Linked DNA regions of Rattus norvegicus: region 1 is linked to region 2. Evidence: chromatin contacts called from public Hi-C data. All regions are on one chromosome and are shown on one strand. Each heading gives the region's core, a stretch centred on a gene start, on an enhancer-like site or on the middle of the called end of the contact. The rest is flanking DNA. Distances are from core to core; before and after follow the strand shown. Region 1 has its middle 200 kb from the start of Klf4. Region 2 holds the start of Klf4 (KLF transcription factor 4).

Region 1 (4,976 bases), core at 863-3,362, 200 kb before region 2:
TGGGCCAATAGACTCCAGGTGTTTCTGGAAACAGTTGCTAAGAAACCCAGCAAGTATCATCTAATCATCTTATGCCCTAGCTTAAGGGTCACTGCATTATGCATTATGTTGAGTCAGAGAAGTCAGGATGGCCAATCCAGAATCAAGAAAAGAAGAGGAAGAGATTCTACTGCTTTGAGGAAGGGATATATATACATAGAGACTAAGAACTGTTGGTGGTCATCTTGGAAACAAGCTTTCTGTGTCTCTGTTTGGGCAGGGACTCTAGGGATCTCTTCAGTTTGTGACAGTCCAGCATCTACACACTTGTGATGTGTACCTTTCTCTGTGCATTAAATTGCAACAAAAGAGTTTACATTTGAACTCGATTATTAAACAGAATGACTCCAGTTGCTCTGAACAGGCTGGCCTCTGTGTGGCCCCCCTGTATCTTAGTGGACATCCTTGCCTACCCAGAGTCTCCTGGCCCCAATTCCAGTTCTGTGTTCTTGAGTTAGAGATGTGAACTTTTGGGCCTCTTTTCCTGTGAAGTCCTCATTCCAGCAAGGAAGGAAAGCAACACCTGCCTCATTACTGTGAGGAAGGATGAGACAACTTTAAGGAAACTTCCAACTTATCCTGGATACTCTATGAATGAACTTCGTTTCCATTCAAACTTTGGAACCTCCACAGACTCCTGACTCCTCTGCTGACAGGAATTTGGAGTTTAGACTTCTTAGAAGTCCTGACAGGATTCCAATGAGCCCACACCCTCCCTCCTTCCTGGGGTCCTTTCCTATTAACAGAATTCTATAAGTCTGTTCTCTCGCACCTGCCACCCTACATGGAGGGCCTGGATCCCATGTGCTGAAAACATTCTGTGGCTTCTAGAACAAGGCCAAAGTCCCCAAGCGAAGTGACAAGTGAATCACCTCAGCTAACGCTTAGTCACTGTTAGGTACTTTCCACACAGACACATTGAGATGGTTACCAGAGAAAAGTCTGCCCGCCGACCTCACAGCTGCCCAGAGAAAATGTTGTTGTAACCTTTCCTTTGCAGGGGAAAAAGCAGCATCACTTTCCCTTCCCTTCCCTTCTGGAGTGAGATGCCCTGGCAAGTGAGCTGAAGTGCTTGTTTTTGTTTACCCTGGAGGAAGTCTCCAGATAGTTCTGAATCCAGGGCTTTGAATATGAGGCCGGCCCTTCAAGTCCTAAGCACTTAATGTCTAAGTGTATAAACAACTCTTCAGAGGACACTGTCACAGGCCATCCAGATTGTGGGCCCTCCCAGCTAGCTCTCTGGTCATGAAGAGGATCCTTCAGGCTTTCAGATCCCAGAGAGACAGTGATGTGGGGTCCAAAGACCTCACGTTGATGTGGAGCGAGCTCCTTTCTCATACTTGTTATCCCAACAATCAAAGGGTGAGGCAGGAAGACTACCATAAGTTCAAGACCAGCCTGGGCTACTGGGTGAGTGCTGGGCTTGCCTGGCCGACGATATGACATAGTTGTTTGTATGTTTGTTTGTTTAATAAACAAAAATGTCCTCCATTTCATCTGAGACATAGATTGCAACTTCCTGACCCCCTGCTCCTGCTTCTTAGTAATGAGTATTAAGAGTACTCACCCAAAGACGGAGGGAAAGGTACGTGAAGAAATGATCACAGCCCAGAACTCTCGCCCTCTGCCCTGGTTCTTCAATCATTTCTGTGCAGCCCTTCTCTATTTAAATTCCCTCTTTTACTTCACATGTACTATCTCATCCTCTCCTCTCCTCTCCTCTCCTCTCCTCTCCTCTCCTCTCCTCTCCTCTCCTCTCCTCTCCTCTCTGTTATCTATATTTTTTCTGCCTTGTTTTTAAGCCTCAGTCCTACCCCTAATTCATTCATAGCCATTGCTCTGGCTGGTATAGCCTTGGTGTGTGGCTTTTGAAAGCTAGCCAGACTCTGGTTAAAAAACATTGCAATTCTTGGCCAGTGTTTCTCTTCTTCCAAATGAGGGTGATGTTTCAGGCATGGGAAGTCCAGCCATCCATTTAAGCCCCAGAGAAGAAAAATAGCAAAACCTTTGTGTGTGGCCTTAGGTGGATGGTGAAGTGGGCCTCTGCATACTCACAGAAATAAGTCTGGTGTTTCAGAGAATTGTGAAATGTGTGCAGGCAATGTGTCATCCCAAAAACAGTGAGTCAGTCTCCAGGCCCAGTCCCAAAGCTGGCCGCCTTTGCTTTCTAAATAGAAAGTGTATTACTGGCTGCCCTGGCATTAGCAAAGGAGCCGTCAGTGGCTGGACAGAGACGTAGAGGAGACGTGCAAGTCCGTATATCACAGATTCCCAGGAAAATCAGGCTGTTCCCCTTTTCCTATTCACTTGAATCTGATGTGTGTGTGTGTGTGTGTGTGTGTGTGTGTGTGTGTGTGTGTGTGTGTGTGTGTCAAGTTTGCCCTTCATCATTTATTTCAGCTCCAGCTTCCAGAGTGACCTCCAAAATAGAGTCACAAAACTGCAACACGGTGGCCTAGATAACCTGAATATGATTATCAGTCTCTATCAAACAGAGTTCAAAATCTCATCCTACCTTCAACTAACACTGTACAGAGAAGGAGGGAGGGAAAGAGGGAGGAAGGGAGGGAGGGAAGGAAGGGATGGAGGGAGGGACAGAGGGAGGGAGATGAGATAGGGACTGACAGAGACAGACAGACAGAGACAGAACATTCATGCATATGTATGTGAGTAAATTTCCAAGCTCTCTAGAATCATAGCATCACATCAACTAAGAGGACCTGTCTGTCATGTACACAAGTGCTGTGTGTATGTGTGTATTCATGTATGTGTGTGTGTGAGGGTGCATAAATATGTATATCACTGGGTTTAAAAAAAATCTCTTTAGTTTCAGTGTCAATTCAACTAAATAGAAAAATCCTGCCTGCTCTTTCATGAAGTTTAAAGGGGGTAGCAACACTCAAAGTGACTTGTCAAAGCAGGGGATCATGGCACTCAAGTGTCCTTCTCTAAGGAAAAGATACTACAGTTTGGAATAAATGTCCCCAGACACCTATGTATTCGACACTTGGTCCTCATCCTGTGCTGCACCTGGGAGGTCGTGAGATGAAGATATAGAATCTAGTGAGGTGAAAAGAGGTCATTTAAAAAGCGTGCTCTTCCTGGGTTCGGTCCCCAGCTCCAAAAAAAAAAAGAGAAAAAAGAGTGCTCTTAAGAGGGATTTGAGGATCTCTCCTCTCTCTCTCTCTCTCTCTCTCTCTCTCTCTCTCTCTCTCTCTCTCTCTCGTGTGTGTGTGTGTGTGTGTGTGTGTGTGTGTGTGTGTCCCCTCCCTCTCCTTCCCAGACACTAGGAGTGATCAGCTTTTCTATTTATGACCACAATGATTGACTGCCACTCCAACACTATCAAATTCTGGACCAACAAGAGCATGGATTGAAACCAGGAACCAAAACAAACTTTTCCCCTTTATAAGTTGAATACTCTGGGTATTTTTGTCAGACAGAAAACTGACTACCAAAAAGTAGTCACAGCCTTAACCCCTCTTCATTCTCCAGCCTTCAGGGTGTCCTTTGGGTTGTCCTTCCAGAGAGTGTGAGCAACGTCAGTGTCAGGAACTGCAGTACTACTACAACAACTTTGCCCCATTTGCTAGGGAAACGGAATATTAGGAGAAGACACACAGGACCCAGAGTCTTCTGTGCCAGCATCGTGGGCAGGCAGGGCTCCCTTTCATCCCTGGCAAAGCAGATGCCAGAGTCATGTGGCTTCCACAACGCCAGAGGAAGTGATGCAACCACCATCTAGCTTTGGGTCAGCCTGGAGAAAAGTATTCTGTTACAGTGTGGGTGGCGCTGGCTTTCAGCTCAGCCTTGCACCCTCTCGTAGGCCCACAGCAAAAGGGCAAGTAGAGCCTGCCTTGGAGCAACAATGGCCATTCACCTTGCCCTCTGTACCACTATTCCAGCCCTACAGAGGGCTCAGCCAGATCAGTCATTTCTGACCATGGCTCATCCTTTCCCTGCCCCTTGTTCCAGCTCATAAGCTGTCCTCATGACAAACACCTGTTTCTTTTGGCAGGGACCCCATAAGGTCCAACCACACACTACTGACTAGATATGCACAAGAAGCAATATAATTGACTTCAATTATAATAACTACATCCATTAAAAACCTATGTAATGTTCATTCAGCAGTCTAGGTAATGTGCAATTAATGACATTACCATATGAATTGTGTACTGGGTCACTAATATGCAGATTATGTATAATGTTCAACATCTGTATTAATTATAGCACATGCCAGAAAAAAAAATGCAGCATTCAAAACTAGCAGTCCTGTCTTGGTTCTAAACCGTTTTGATTGTGCGCAAACTCCCTTTCATGGGGGAACTTTTTCTTTCATTGGAATATTTGCTTCCAGCTCTTTTATGCAAAGATGACCTTTACTGGGAAAGGGAAAAAAGCTCTGAGAAGCTGGTTAGAGCTGTGCTTGGGCAAACCTGAGAAACCTTTATTATATATTGCTCTGGGAGAAAGCAATATATAGTAAGGACCGGGTTCAGATTTCTGAGTTCTCTCCTAGGCTCTGGTGATACTTTCCCTGCCAATCACAGAACATCCACCAGGACATCCATTATCTTGGAAATAGTCATAATAGGCCTTGATGATGCTTACATTACCAAAACATTAAAGAGATGATCTCACTACAGAGACCAGCATGCTTTGCAAATTTGAGACAGCAATAGAACTGAGCTGAGTTCTCAATGGGAAGGCTTCTATTCTTCCCCCTTATGTGGCTAATTTGTTTGTGGGCATCACAGGATTTCAATAATGGCTGCCATCTATATAGGTTTTTTTCCTTTTCCTTTATTTTTTTTTCCGGAGCTGGGGACCGAACCCAGGGCCTTGCGCTTGCTAGGCAAGCGCTCTACCGCTGAGCTAAATCCCCAACCCCTTTTTTCTTTTTCTTTTGAGATACATATATCTTGCTATTTCAG
Region 2 (4,660 bases), core at 1,393-3,892:
ATCACTATGAATTGGCTTTCCAATTCATCTGTGAAATCTTGGTTGTTTTTTTTTTTTCATTGTGGTGGTTACTGGTTAAATGGTCAGAGTGGGGCTACTGTTCTAGGTAAATAAAAACGAGCTGAAAGAGTCTAAGGCACTGGCTGACTTTGACTACCGAAGTTGTAAATTCCAAGCCCTGACTTGTGTGTTTACATCCTAAGGGTGGTGGCTGTCAAGCTTGGGCTCATCCAAGTTCATCAAGGGTTTGAGACCTTGGCCTTAAAGTGGCTCACTTTCCAAGTAATGCTCAATCCTAGCATTCCAAGTCGGGATTTTTTTTTTTCTTTCTTGCCACCGCAATGGGGGGTCGGAACAGGTGTTCTTTTAGTTGTTCCTTTGTTTGAATGAGTAATAATTTTAGAGTTAAACTGTCCTAGTTCCAAGGAAATGGGGTTGAACCCCCTCGAGGTCACGAGGAGGAGCAGCTCCACTTCCAGGTGAAGTCGTGCTCTCCCCCACCCCTTATTCCGAAAGCCTGCCTAGTCCTCTGCCAAACCCAAGGTTAAAGATGAAAAAAGGCGCCCAGCTCTAGACCTGCCTTTGACAGACTGGCTAGCCCCATTTCATTGGGACGAAATGCATTCCAAGAACGCTTCTGTGGTCGGCGAGAAGTGGAAAATTCAGGATGACAAATATTCCGAAGAAAACTAATATAGGTCTCAGGATTCCGGGACTCAAACAGGTGAAACGACAGAGGACGTGGCACCGACGCCAGGAGAGGAACGAGTGCACACGTACACGCTGCCTGGGCTGGAGCATCAACCAGTCCCCCACCCTCAGCCAGGGGGTTCAATCGTGAGGGCGGCGGAGCCCAACTTTGCTCCCCAATCCAAAGTAAACATCTAGTCTTAAAAAAAGTAAACCTAGTTTAGCGAGTTATACTGAACACCACACTCACGGTTTTTGTTTTAAGTACTTTGTAGAGATGAGGGCGAAAACTTTTCCCGGCTGGAAAATTACTGACCTCATACTAAGAGGGTAGTGGGGAACAGGGAAAGGAGACTGCAATAATGACTGCCTTTTCCCCTCCCGGTGGGCAAAGGCCTGAGAACTAGGGTCCCACTGCAGCGCTCATCTTCCCAGCACAGGATCGCCTCCCAGTGAAGTCCCTTTGAGTGGGTTGGCTAGCTCAGAACCCAAGTTGGGGGGAGCGAGTAGTCCTATGACCTTTACCTCGCCGCTTCACCTCTTTATGACTCACTTCTCATCTTCAAACTGGAGAGTGCGAGTGCGTGGCTCGTAAAGAGCTTTGAGATCCCCGGTGAAAGGTATCTCTGCACCTCGGTTTCTCTCCGCGCTCCCACCACCACCACCCCCATGTAAATCTGGGACGTTTTCACTCCCTTCCTTGTTCCTTTCATTATCAAAACGATGACTACGTGCCCAATCCCGGCCGTTTTCCACCACAGCAGGCGCGGAATCCATTCTCCCAGCTTCTGAGATTCTTACCCGTCCCCATCACCCGCCTCCCCCAACCCTACAGGAGGCCCCACCGGCACCCGCGCCAGGCCAGGCCCTGCGCCGACACGGCCAGGCCTCTGCGTGCGTATGCGAGGGCGGGCTGGATGAGTCACGCGGATAATCGCGCTCCTGAGTGCGCAGACGACTGGACAAGCGCGTACGCGAGCAGGGGTAGGGGCAAGCCGCCTCTCCCCCCAGCCTCCTGTCCTCGCCAGGGTTCCCATGGCAGGACTTTCAAGCCCAGGGAACCGACCGTGGCCGCGCAGAGAACCCCGAACAGCGCGGCCACAGAAGCCACGCCGGTCTCCCAGCGCCGAAGCCGCCGTCGCCGCCACCGCCGCCGGCGTCAGCACGGCTCCAGCCCGCCAGCTGCCGGGCTGGCGTCACGGCCCGGCCCCGCCCCGCCCGTGCCCCTCCCTCGCCCCCGCCCCCACGTGCGCCGAGTTTGTTTATTTAGCTGCCATGGCAACGCGCGGGGGGGCTGCGGGAAGGCGGGGAGAAGAAAGGCAGGGGGCGGGGCCTGGCGGCGGAGCCCCGCGCGCCACAGGGAGGAGGCGGGGAGCGAACGAGCGAGAAGTTATAAGTAAGAAGCGCGCGGCGGCCGCCGGCAGTTCCCCGGCCGAAAGAGCGAGCGCGGCTCCGGGCGCGCGGGGAGCAGAGGCGGTGGCGGGCGGCGGCGGCACCCGGAGCCGCCGAGTGCCCCTCCCCGCCCCTCCAGCCCCCCACCCAGCCACCCGCCCGTGACCCGCGCCCATGGCCGCGCGCACCCGGCGCAGTCCCCAGGACTCCGCACCCCGCGCCACCGCCCAGCTCGCAGTTCCGCGCCACCGCGGCCATTCTCACCTGGCGGCGCCGCCCGCCCACCGCCCGGACCACAGCCCCCGCGCCGCCGACAGCCACAGTGGCCGCGACAACGGTGGGGGACACTGCTGAGTCCAAGAGCGTGCAGCCTGGCCATCGGACCTACTTATCTGCCTTGCTGATTGTCTATTTTTATAAGAGTTTACAACTTTTCTAAGAATTTTTGTATACAAAGGAACTTTTTAAAAGACATCTCCGGTTTATATTGAATCCAAAGAAGAAGGATCTCGGGCAATTTGGGGGTTTTGGTTTGGGGGTTTTGTTTCTAAAGTTTTTAATCTTCGTTGACTTCGGGGTTTGGGTACCCCTCTCTCTTCTTCGGACTCCGGAGGACCTTCTGGGCCCCCACATTAATGAGGTAGGTGAGATGCTGGGCTTGGGGAACAGAAATGGGTGAGGACTGGTGGGAAACTTCGGAGCAGTGGCCAGGGTGTCCCCTGACTCCTGGTCTCTGTGCGCCCCGCCCGGCCCGCAGGCAGCCACCTGGCGAGTCTGACATGGCTGTCAGCGACGCTCTGCTCCCGTCCTTCTCCACGTTCGCGTCCGGCCCGGCGGGAAGGGAGAAGACACTGCGTCCAGCAGGTGCCCCGACTAACGTGAGTGTCGCGCTAGCGCCCTTTAGATTTCTGCAGATGGGGTGGGGTGGATGGGCGGAATCTGGGGTTCACCAAGAGCCCCTCGATAGGACAAGGATTGCCCTCCATTGGGACTCTCCAGCCTTCCCAAGGTGGCTCCTCGGCCCTTGAGTCGGCCTTAAGTGCGTGTGGTCCCAGCACTGCGGTACCGCCAGGGGCGCACAGCGGTTTCTCACAGGTCTGCGGGCGTCCGGACTGTGGGGTGGGCGCACTCAGGCCACTGTATTGTAGGTAGCCAAGTCTCGAGACCCTTTGGACCGGAGTGATCTTAGCGCGTAGGCGACGGGGTGGCTATGGTGCATGGGGAGAAAGCCACAGTGTCCCAGTGTCCCAATTCCGTGGGCGGCTGGAGCGTCCCGCGGAGCTGGCGGGGAAGAGAACTGGGCTGGCGGTGCAACAGCACTAGCTTGCAGTAGAACGGACGCGCCACCTCTTACCTTGGTGTTAGCTGAGATTGCAGTGCTGGCCCCTGGAGTCCCCGAGGCTGCCTTCCTGTCCAGTCCAGTTCCTATGGCAGAGCTGTTGGTGTGCTTCACCCAGCAAGTCAATATTGGGGGTGGTAAAAGGGGGCTACAACTTAACAGTTTCTCTCTCCCTCCCTGTTCTTGCAGCGTTGGCGAGAGGAACTCTCTCACATGAAGCGACTTCCCCCACTTCCCGGCCGCCCCTACGACCTGGCGGCGACGGTGGCCACAGACCTGGAAAGTGGTGGAGCTGGTGCAGCTTGCAGCAGTAACAACCCGGCCCTACCCCGGAGGGAGACCGAGGAGTTCAACGATCTCCTGGACCTAGACTTTATCCTTTCCAACTCGCTATCCCACCAGGAATCGGTGGCCGCCACCGTGACCACCTCGGCGTCAGCTTCATCCTCGTCTTCCCCAGCTAGCAGCGGCCCTGCCAGCGCGCCCTCCACCTGCAGCTTCAGCTATCCGATCCGGGCCGGGGGTGACCCGGGCGTGGCTGCGGGCAACACAGGTGGAGGGCTCCTCTACAGCCGAGAATCTGCGCCACCTCCCACGGCCCCCTTCAACCTGGCGGACATCAATGACGTGAGCCCCTCGGGCGGCTTCGTGGCTGAGCTCCTGCGGCCGGAGTTGGACCCAGTATACATTCCGCCACAGCAGCCTCAGCCGCCAGGTGGCGGGCTGATGGGCAAGTTTGTGCTGAAGGCGTCTCTGAGCACCCCTGGCAGCGAGTACACCAGCCCTTCGGTCATCAGTGTTAGCAAAGGAAGCCCAGACGGCAGCCACCCTGTGGTAGTGGCGCCCTACAGCGGTGGCCCGCCGCGTATGTGCCCCAAGATTAAGCAAGAGGCCGTCCCGTCCTGCACGGTCAGCCGGTCCCTAGAGGCCCACTTGAGCGCTGGACCCCAGCTCAGCAACGGCCACAGGCCCAACACACACGACTTCCCCCTGGGGCGGCAGCTCCCCACCAGGACTACCCCTACACTGAGTCCCGAGGAACTGCTGAACAGCAGGGACTGTCACCCTGGCCTGCCTCTTCCCCCAGGATTCCATCCCCATCCGGGGCCCAGCTACCCTCCTTTCCTGCCAGACCAGATGCAGTCGCAAGTCCCCTCTCTCCATTATCAAGGTCAGTAGAGGAAGGGATTGGTAGCGCTGAGGCTGGGGGGAGCTTTGCTTCTGGGGGTTCTCGAGGCT

Evidence for each region. Hi-C and Micro-C count contacts between places; a contact is called where the count stands out from the background.
Region 1: a contact with region 2 is called in a Hi-C map of the A7r5 cell line, with 5 times the contacts expected there. The contact joins the enhancer-like site here to the promoter of Klf4 in region 2. A contact is called at or near these places in 3 of 12 Hi-C or Micro-C datasets (the A7r5 cell line, liver and mammary epithelial cells).

What each region holds. Positions count from the first base shown.
Region 1 is chr5:75,276,172-75,281,147 of GRCr8, reverse strand. No RefSeq gene overlaps it. Among named protein-coding and RNA genes, the nearest start is that of Klf4, 200 kb to the right of the region's middle. Within about 2 kb of position 2,112, at least 17 of the 93 cell types and tissues checked have an H3K27ac peak or open chromatin away from gene starts, as enhancers often do. A contact at or near this core is called in the A7r5 cell line, where this site is marked.
Region 2 is chr5:75,076,574-75,081,233 of GRCr8, reverse strand. It overlaps Klf4 (KLF transcription factor 4), which reads left to right and starts at 2,642. Exons shown (of 5, transcript NM_053713.1): 1 at 2,642-2,722; 2 at 2,840-2,960; 3 at 3,611-4,592. The coding sequence starts at 2,718. The region is part of intron 1 of LOC120103069 (40S ribosomal protein S18-like); the gene reads left to right.